2 separate regions of the Zea mays genome follow, and region 1 is linked to region 2. A link is a contact called in public Hi-C data. All regions are on one chromosome and are shown on one strand. Each heading gives the region's core, a stretch centred on a gene start, on an enhancer-like site or on the middle of the called end of the contact. The rest is flanking DNA. Distances are from core to core; before and after follow the strand shown.

Region 1 (3,988 bases), core at 1,027-3,526, 160 kb before region 2:
AAAAGTTTATTTCTCGCAATTAAATAAACCAAATACTCTCATTGGCTATTTGTGTGCACATGCACATGTGCATTGGGGAGTACTAGAGGATAACCATACCTGCGGATCCACATCTGGATTTATTCGAAGCAAAACAGGCACTTTCTTTCCAGTAGCTCTTGCAGCTCTGACAATATTCTCCAAATCAAATTCGCTATCCACATTTACAAATACTCCACTCTCAGCAGCTAATTTAAGATGTTCGAGTGTCTTCCCATTTCCGTTAAATATGCACCTGATCTTCAAAATATAAACTGAATATAGTTACTTTCTATTCAGAAAAAATGTCATCAACTGGAAACAATGAGCTATGCAGCTAAGGGTTGTCAAAACCAATGGCAAGCTAAAAAATTCTTGATTAGATTAAAACAACAGCATCTGCAATAGCCAATAATACCATCATGTGGTTTTTTCGCTTTTGGGCTTGAAGTCCATGTAACACGCTTGAAACCTTTACAAAACTCGGCCGGTAGGGGAAAGACCCCCCCCCCCCCCCCGGTTATTATATTAAGAAGAAGCTCAATCGGAGCCCCAGCCGAGAAAGGTCACGAAAGCTGGTCCCCTGTGCAGCATGAGGGTCCACCCCCTATAGGCCAGATCTTTACTCGTGTTTTAAGCCCTCCTAGCCCCTATACGAGGATCCACCCCCTATAGGTCAGTCCATCTCATGTGCACACAACCAGGGGAACCAGCGAGTGACCTTTTTTAACCTCAGCCTGAAATTCACTCCCACTAGAATTCGAACTCGGGACTTGAGGAGTGCTATTCAAACCACCTAACCAGCTCAGCTAGACGACCTGCAGTGCCCTTTATAATTTAATACGTTTGAGGCTATGTTTGTTGTGTAATACAACTTAGGTACTGCTATCTTCCTACGTTGAACTTATGCATGTCTAGTTGTGAATTCTTATTCAGTGATTTGTTATTTGAGGTGTGAGACTTGTTTGCATGTCTTGTTGTATATATTTGTTAATTGTATACTTCTGTTCTGTCATAGAAGTTGGAATTTGACATGTTACTGTTGCTGGTAGCTACATTGCATTGTCCTGCTGCTATCTTCTGGATATCTCCTGAAAATGTTTGCTGACAGTGAAGATTAAGGTATACTTCAGTCCTCCATTCCACCACCATTTAAATACAACAAGGATAAGACATTGAGACTTATATTGTGATGCGTTCATATTTGGTTTTTGTCTGCAACTTTGGACTTTGAGTCTTGAAGTTGAAGAAATCAGAAATGAGTGAGGCAATTTCAATGCTTCCTGAATTTTAATCTGCATTGTTATTTTTTATTACAAAAATACTAAAATCATATCTGCATATGGGTTTTTTTGGGGGGTAAATACCCTAAAATAATAATGTATCCATATCAACCTGATAACATGATGCTTATCCAACTAATAATCATCCCTGACCTCTGAAATGAAGATTCGAAATTTTTAACATGATAACGTATTACAGTGGCTACTGCAGTTTGTGTTCTCGCTAAAATAACCTAACATTACTGCTATCCATACCAGATATACAGACACGGCCTTCATCAGCAGCAGCAGCAAATGCAACATAATTTATTCTCATCCATCCGAAATTAAAGCAATGAACAACAGCAGAAAAGTATTCTTCCACCGGCAAGTGCAGACACATTTGCTCAATGACACCGGTCCATCCCAGGAAAAAAAAATTGGAACAAGAACCGCACCTGGCGGGGTCGAATCCCGCCTGGAGGGCGAGTCGGAGCTCGTTGCCGCTGACGAGGACGGCGCCGCAGCCAAGCTCACGCAGGACGCGTAGCACGGGGAGGTTGTTGTTGGCCTTCACGGCATACCCGATGATGGAGCGGAGCCCCTGGAGAGCATCGCGGTAGGCGGCGAAGTTGCGGAGGATCTGTGGCTTGCTGTAGAGGTAGAAGGGGCTGCGCTCGGCAGCCGTCATCGCGTCCTCCACCCGCACTCCCTCGCAGTACAGGTAGCCATCGGCCCCGCGCCGGAAGCAGTGCTTCGGCACGCCGGCAGCCGCCGCCGCGGGCTGTGGCGGTGGGGAAGGGGAGGCCGTGGAGACGGAGGCGCGCACGGACAGGCGGCGGTGGCGGCGGGGGAAGGAGACGACAGCGGCGCTCCGGCGGTTCGGGTGGCTCGTTTGGGTAGGGTCTGGGGTGCGGAGAAGGGAGCGCGCGAGCATGCTCGCCGACGCCATTCCTACTTTGCTAGGGTTTAGGAAACGAACTAGCGATTTAGCAAAAGTGCTCTGTGCGACTATCGCAATTCCACGCAAACACGTGGATTTGACCTCCACATGTGACGGGCCTCAGTCACACGAATTGTTTATGTCTGACGGACTTGCTCGGTTGTTCTCTTTTTCTCCAATTTATTTTATTTTATTTATTTTTCAGATACCAGATATTCCACACCAATCAAACTCAGGGCACGTTTGTTTTCATCTGAATCCACTGAATCCACGTGAGGGCTAGTTCGTTTTTGCGTTAATCCACGTGGATTGGGTGGGATTGAGTCGGAAATCCATAGCAAGTCAAAATCCCCAGCTTTTTTGCATTTTAGTCCTTTTGGGGTTTCTTTTGCACAATTATGCCCTTTGTAGTTTCATTTCAAAAAATGGACCCTTACCTCGGCGTCGTCATCATTGGCGCCGAGGTAACACATAGTGGCGCCAACATAATTGGCGCCAACTTTTCCTACGTGGCAGTCGATGTGGCAAGTCTCAGGGGGTCGGCGTCATAGATCTTGGCGCCGACCCCCCTGAATAGCACCGGACCCCACCGTCAAGGGGGGTCGGCGCCAAGATCTATGGCGCCGACCCCCTGGGACTTGCCACATCGGCTGCCACGTAGGAAAAGTTGGCGCCAATGGTACTGGCGTCGATGTGTGTTACCTCGGCGCCAATGATGATGGCGCCGAGGTTAGGGTCCATTTTTTTGAAATGAAATTGTAAAGGGTATAGTTGTGCAAAAAAAACCCAAAAAGGGCTAAAATCCAAAAAAGTTGGTCAAAATCCATCTCAATCTCACCCAATACACTTCAATCCATATGGAATATCAATAACCGAACAAGACCTGAATGAGAATGAGTAGATTTAAATCTATAGCAAATCAAAATCTCTACTGTTTTTATCAATCATATCTAATCCATATGGCGTAGAAGTAACCCGAACAAATAAGGCCTTATATGGCGTCTCGACCAGATTTTTGCAATTATGGAAGCTGACAGGGTTGGCTCTACTGAAATGGAATCACAATTGTGTCATCTACCACCTTAGAAACGAAACAAAAAAGGAAACGTGATGAATGGAAAAGGTTAAGCATCGCGCGACTTATATCGGTGATTAGACCTTGACATGGTGCAAACCGATGGCAAGGGGTACACAATGTGAGTATGTCGCTCCTCCCCTCCTTGTCCTCCTCCCCTCTGCGTCGAGGAGCGCTCTCAGGCCCTCGGTCGAGCCTGGATCCATAGCCACCACCAACAGATCTCCCGCCACCATGGACGACACTCCTCCACAATCCAACGATTTTGGTGGGCCACCGTGACTCACCTCGTTATCTCCCAGATCGGGGAAATTCCCAAATGAGAAGTCGAAAAGGAGGTTCACCAAGCCCACCGAGGTTGAACACTGCTTTTGTGTCATCATTAGTTGTTGTGCCCTTCATTGGTACTCAGGTCATCACTAAGTTCGGCAACATATTATGATCAGTTACTTCGTTGAATGCTTAATTTGTTTGGTGGATCTATGTTGTTGGTGATGTCATAATTTGTATTCCGTTGTACGATGTATGTGCACAGTTAACCCGATCTAGGATGCTTCAATTTGTAGGACAATTATTTGTTTGTTGCAACACAACAAGTTGATTGGGATGCTATGATATTATCAGATGATTGAGGAAGGAAGACATGACATGTCACATGAACATGAGATGTACTATGGACTTGGATTGATG
Region 2 (3,810 bases), core at 778-3,277:
TACCAAGACGACAGCAAAGACAATCTCTGCAACAAAGATGCGCATCTGAAAAGCCATCAACTTGCGGCTCTTGGTCCGCTTCTGTGATAAGCAGAATGACAGGCACTCATCTGTGACACACTTCAAGCAATCAAACTGGCAAACACGGTCAGCTGTTGCATTGCAAGGAGATGACTCATACAAGCCTTCCGGGCAACCTGTACTACAGGGCAAGCAGAGTCTAGAGTTTGCAGGCTTACACACCTTGATGCTGCCAACTTCACCATGGTTCACATATTCATAGTACCCATGGCTGCATGCAGTAGGTACACAAATCCCAGGAGGTACGGCCATGGGTAATGCCAATGGCCCACTGTTGCCCCAGCACCTCGGCATCAGCGAAGTCTCAGCAGGCACTCCACAAGTGAAGTAATCCCCAGCCACAAGAGCATACATCTTCAGCCCTTTTGGTGGCGATGTACTGTTATGAAGAGTGAAGCCCCAGCAAGCCACTTGGTGGTCAAGGCTCCTGATGCCACAAGCATGGAACCGCCCGCCAACCACAGTGCTCATTGCATCCATCGGCACTATGTTCACATCACCATCACCGATAGCACTGGATGGCACCACCTGCTGCATCTCCAAGCTCCTGCCCCAGCAGAACACCTGTGCATTCTCCAACACCCCACAGACATGGTAACCGCCCGCGCCTATAGACTGAAAGTGCAGATCCCTCGGTGCCAGCCCAACGACACCACTCACCGTCTCGTCGCCCCAGCAGAACACCGTCCTGTTCCGAGCAAACAAGCCACAATTGAACACCGAACCAGCTGAAACAGTCGACACGGCTTCATCAACAGCATGTGTGGCGGTCATATTGTATCCCCAGCAGTCAATCAGCGATGTAGCAGCACTGGAACCACGACCCCCATCTTGAGCAGCTCTCAGTGCGCAGAGGTGGTTGTCCCCCGCACTGAGCTCAGAGTACCTTGCGCCCTCAACCATCGGCTGTGGCACCCCGCTCTTGACATAGGAGTTGCTACCCCAGCAGTATGGCTGCCTGGTGTCGAGCAGGAGGCCACACACGAACCCATCCCCTGCCGTGAGGCCAAGGAAAGGGATGTTGGGTGGTGCGCCGTACAGGACAGATGCATCAGCACCGAAGCAGGCGACGAGGTGGGAGCCGTCGGAGTTGAGGCCACAGAACACCGGACCATCCTCCCCATAGGACACCGCAATGGACGACATGGAGCCAAGGCCACAGGCCCAGCCAGGCAGCAGGGCCAGGAAGCAGCACCCGGCAAGAACTAGAGCCGGCACATGGTCCATGTCTTGAAACTTGGGGCCGTCACGACCACAGGAAGGGGGGCTAATTCCGAGAAGATTCCTGCATGTATTTTAGCTTTTGTTAGCACCAGACGACCAGCAGGCATCGGATGAGTCCTATTCTACTAAACTAAACTAAAAAACTATCTCAGAACCAGTCTTATTATAGGTAAAGAAACAAGAGTCAAAAAGTGAGAACCTTTATGCTGCGAGCATGCCAGTAAGCACGAAACGGGGGTCGGCGGGCGGAGTGGCCAGTCAGTCACCCTCGCTGCGCAGCATTTCACCAGGCCCCTGATCTGTTGGTTTCCTCCCCAGCATTTGATGAACAGCAGCGCACCGATTTGCTGCCCCTCTTCCTTTTCCTTTGTCACCTACAAGGGGTAATTTTTGCAAAAACAACAAAATAAAAAACGAAGTTAGCAGGCACAATACATGTGTACACTCGCAGTTAGATCAGATCCGGTTATAAATTGCCGAGTAGCATTAGGTTAGGGTTTGGGTGCTCGGATTCGCGCAGCAGGAAAAGCAGAGAAGTGAAGGGGCGGGGCGCGTACCTGGTGGTGAGTGCCCGTCGCCGGCGAACGGCCGGACAAAGCACTGGGCACACAGTGGAGAGGCGGCGGTGGCAGCGGCGGTCGCCCTGTCGTCGCCACGAACGAGGTGGAGGGGGAGAGAGAGTGAGACGGGAGAGCGTACGCAGGGCGAAGTGGAGAAGACACAGCGAGCAGGGGTGAAGGCTGCCTGTCCGGGGCTGTTGGGCAATAAGAGCATGTCCAACGGTGGCCGCGACTGAGATGTTAATGGGTCCGGATCCTCCGTTTTCCATAGAGAATTCTTTTATCATAGAATAAGAAATAAAAAATTAATTTTCCTTATGAGGAGACAAACGGGGAATCCCCCCCCCCCCCCCCATACACGTGAATATGAACCGTGTAACAATGTTTTCTACAATAGTTAATGATAAAACAAATAATTACTTTATCAAAAATCGCTAATTATATAAATATATATTATTTTAATATACACATGGTAATTTTTTATATCTGATAAGATATATATATGTGATAATGCTTTGTATTAATAATAAATGATTAAGTTCTGTTTGGATCCTCGCGGCTAATTGATTGTCAGTGGCTAACAATTAGTCACCAGATAATTAGCTAGCAATAATTATCCAGTGTATGTTTAGAGTCTTGGCTAATAGATGTTTTTTTCTATTTACACGTTCTATTAGCACATATTGCAAGGTCAAATGGCTAATAGACAAAAAGTTTGCGAGCCCTCCGGCTAACAATTAGTCAATTTATTAACAAGTCTATTTGGAGGCTAAGGTGCTAAAATTAGATAATTTGCCACAGGAATCCAAACAGGGCCTATGTGAGGTTAGGGATCCCCATCGGAGATTTATCTCAATGGAGCATGGATAGTGATGGGTGTTGACGCCGATCTGGGCGCCAAACATTGGAACAAACCACTTGTCGGTGCTCTCTGCGGAGGTGCAAACGGCCCGCGGCACAAGGCCGGACGGTCCATGACCTGGGCGCAGAAGTGAATCCTTCTTTGCACGCTTTCGGAGGGTCTTCTTCTCCGCGAAGAACCCTAAAACTCCCCCCCGAGAGAGATCTCGTCGAGGGGGAGAGTTCCAAGGCGTTGCTCCGGGTCGGCAGGTCGCCCGATGCGTTTCTAATCGGTGTAGAGTCAAAGAGAGATTGTTGTTGAAGACTAAAGTAGATCTAAATATAAGGCTAGATTACTCCTCCTAGTATTTGGAACTAAAAGAACGATACAAATAAAGTAAAATTGATAAGTAGATTTGATTGGATCGATTATGGGGGTTCAATCGGTCGTACCCCTTCATTTATATAAAGGGTGGAGGTCTGGACCCGTTACAAGTTGGTTATCGAGTTAATCTCACAGGTTTTGCTAACAAATCTCGCTAGAAATCTGGAACCCTAACTGATTCTGTGCACACGTGAACCGTCTGCGTCACCCTCGCGGACCGTTTGGACCGCGGACTGTCCGGCCTATAGGGCCGGACCGTCTCGTATGATATTTTTGGTGCTCAACATATCCCCCTTGCCTTTTGGTGGAGGTGAAAGGAAAATATGCCCTTGGGCAATTTCTAGTTGTTTTGGTGATTAAATGCTCAACACATTACTATGAACTAACATTCCCCTTACGAGCATGAGCATAGGTGTTTAGAAAGCACATTGAAGCAATCAAGTCCAGAAGATTGAGGAAAATAAGAAAAACACTTTTGGGCTTGAAATTGGGAATATTGCAAACCTCTATGAATCAAAAAGATAAAGGGAACTTATCACGTCGAGCCAAAAATGGAGTGAAGAAGTTTGGCCAAACTTGGGCTAGTCTCAGCCTCACCGGACAATCACTAGAGACACCCTCAGGTAAGGCAGAGATGCGCTTGGGTGAGTCTGTGATACACTTGGGCGAGTCAGAGAGGCGCTCGGGCGAACCATGACCGTGTCTCCTGCCAAAGTTGGC

The links. A called contact is a pair of places that touch in the nucleus more often than the background predicts.
Region 1: a contact with region 2 is called in a Hi-C map of leaf, with 2.6 times the contacts expected there. The contact joins the promoter of LOC100273126 here to the promoter of LOC542346 in region 2. A contact is called at or near these places in 5 of 25 Hi-C or Micro-C datasets (bundle sheath, ear and leaf).

Annotation. Positions count from the first base shown.
Region 1 is chr10:5,321,120-5,325,107 of Zm-B73-REFERENCE-NAM-5.0, reverse strand. LOC100273126 (diaminopimelate decarboxylase) reads right to left here and starts at 2,276. Exons shown (of 8, transcript NM_001147573.1): 1 at 1,739-2,276; 2 at 100-274. The coding sequence starts at 2,232.
Region 2 is chr10:5,165,115-5,168,924 of Zm-B73-REFERENCE-NAM-5.0, reverse strand. It overlaps LOC542346 (crinkly 4), which reads right to left and starts at 2,027. Exons shown (of 3, transcript NM_001348726.1): 1 at 1,863-2,027; 2 at 1,505-1,679; 3 at 1-1,366. The coding sequence starts at 1,308.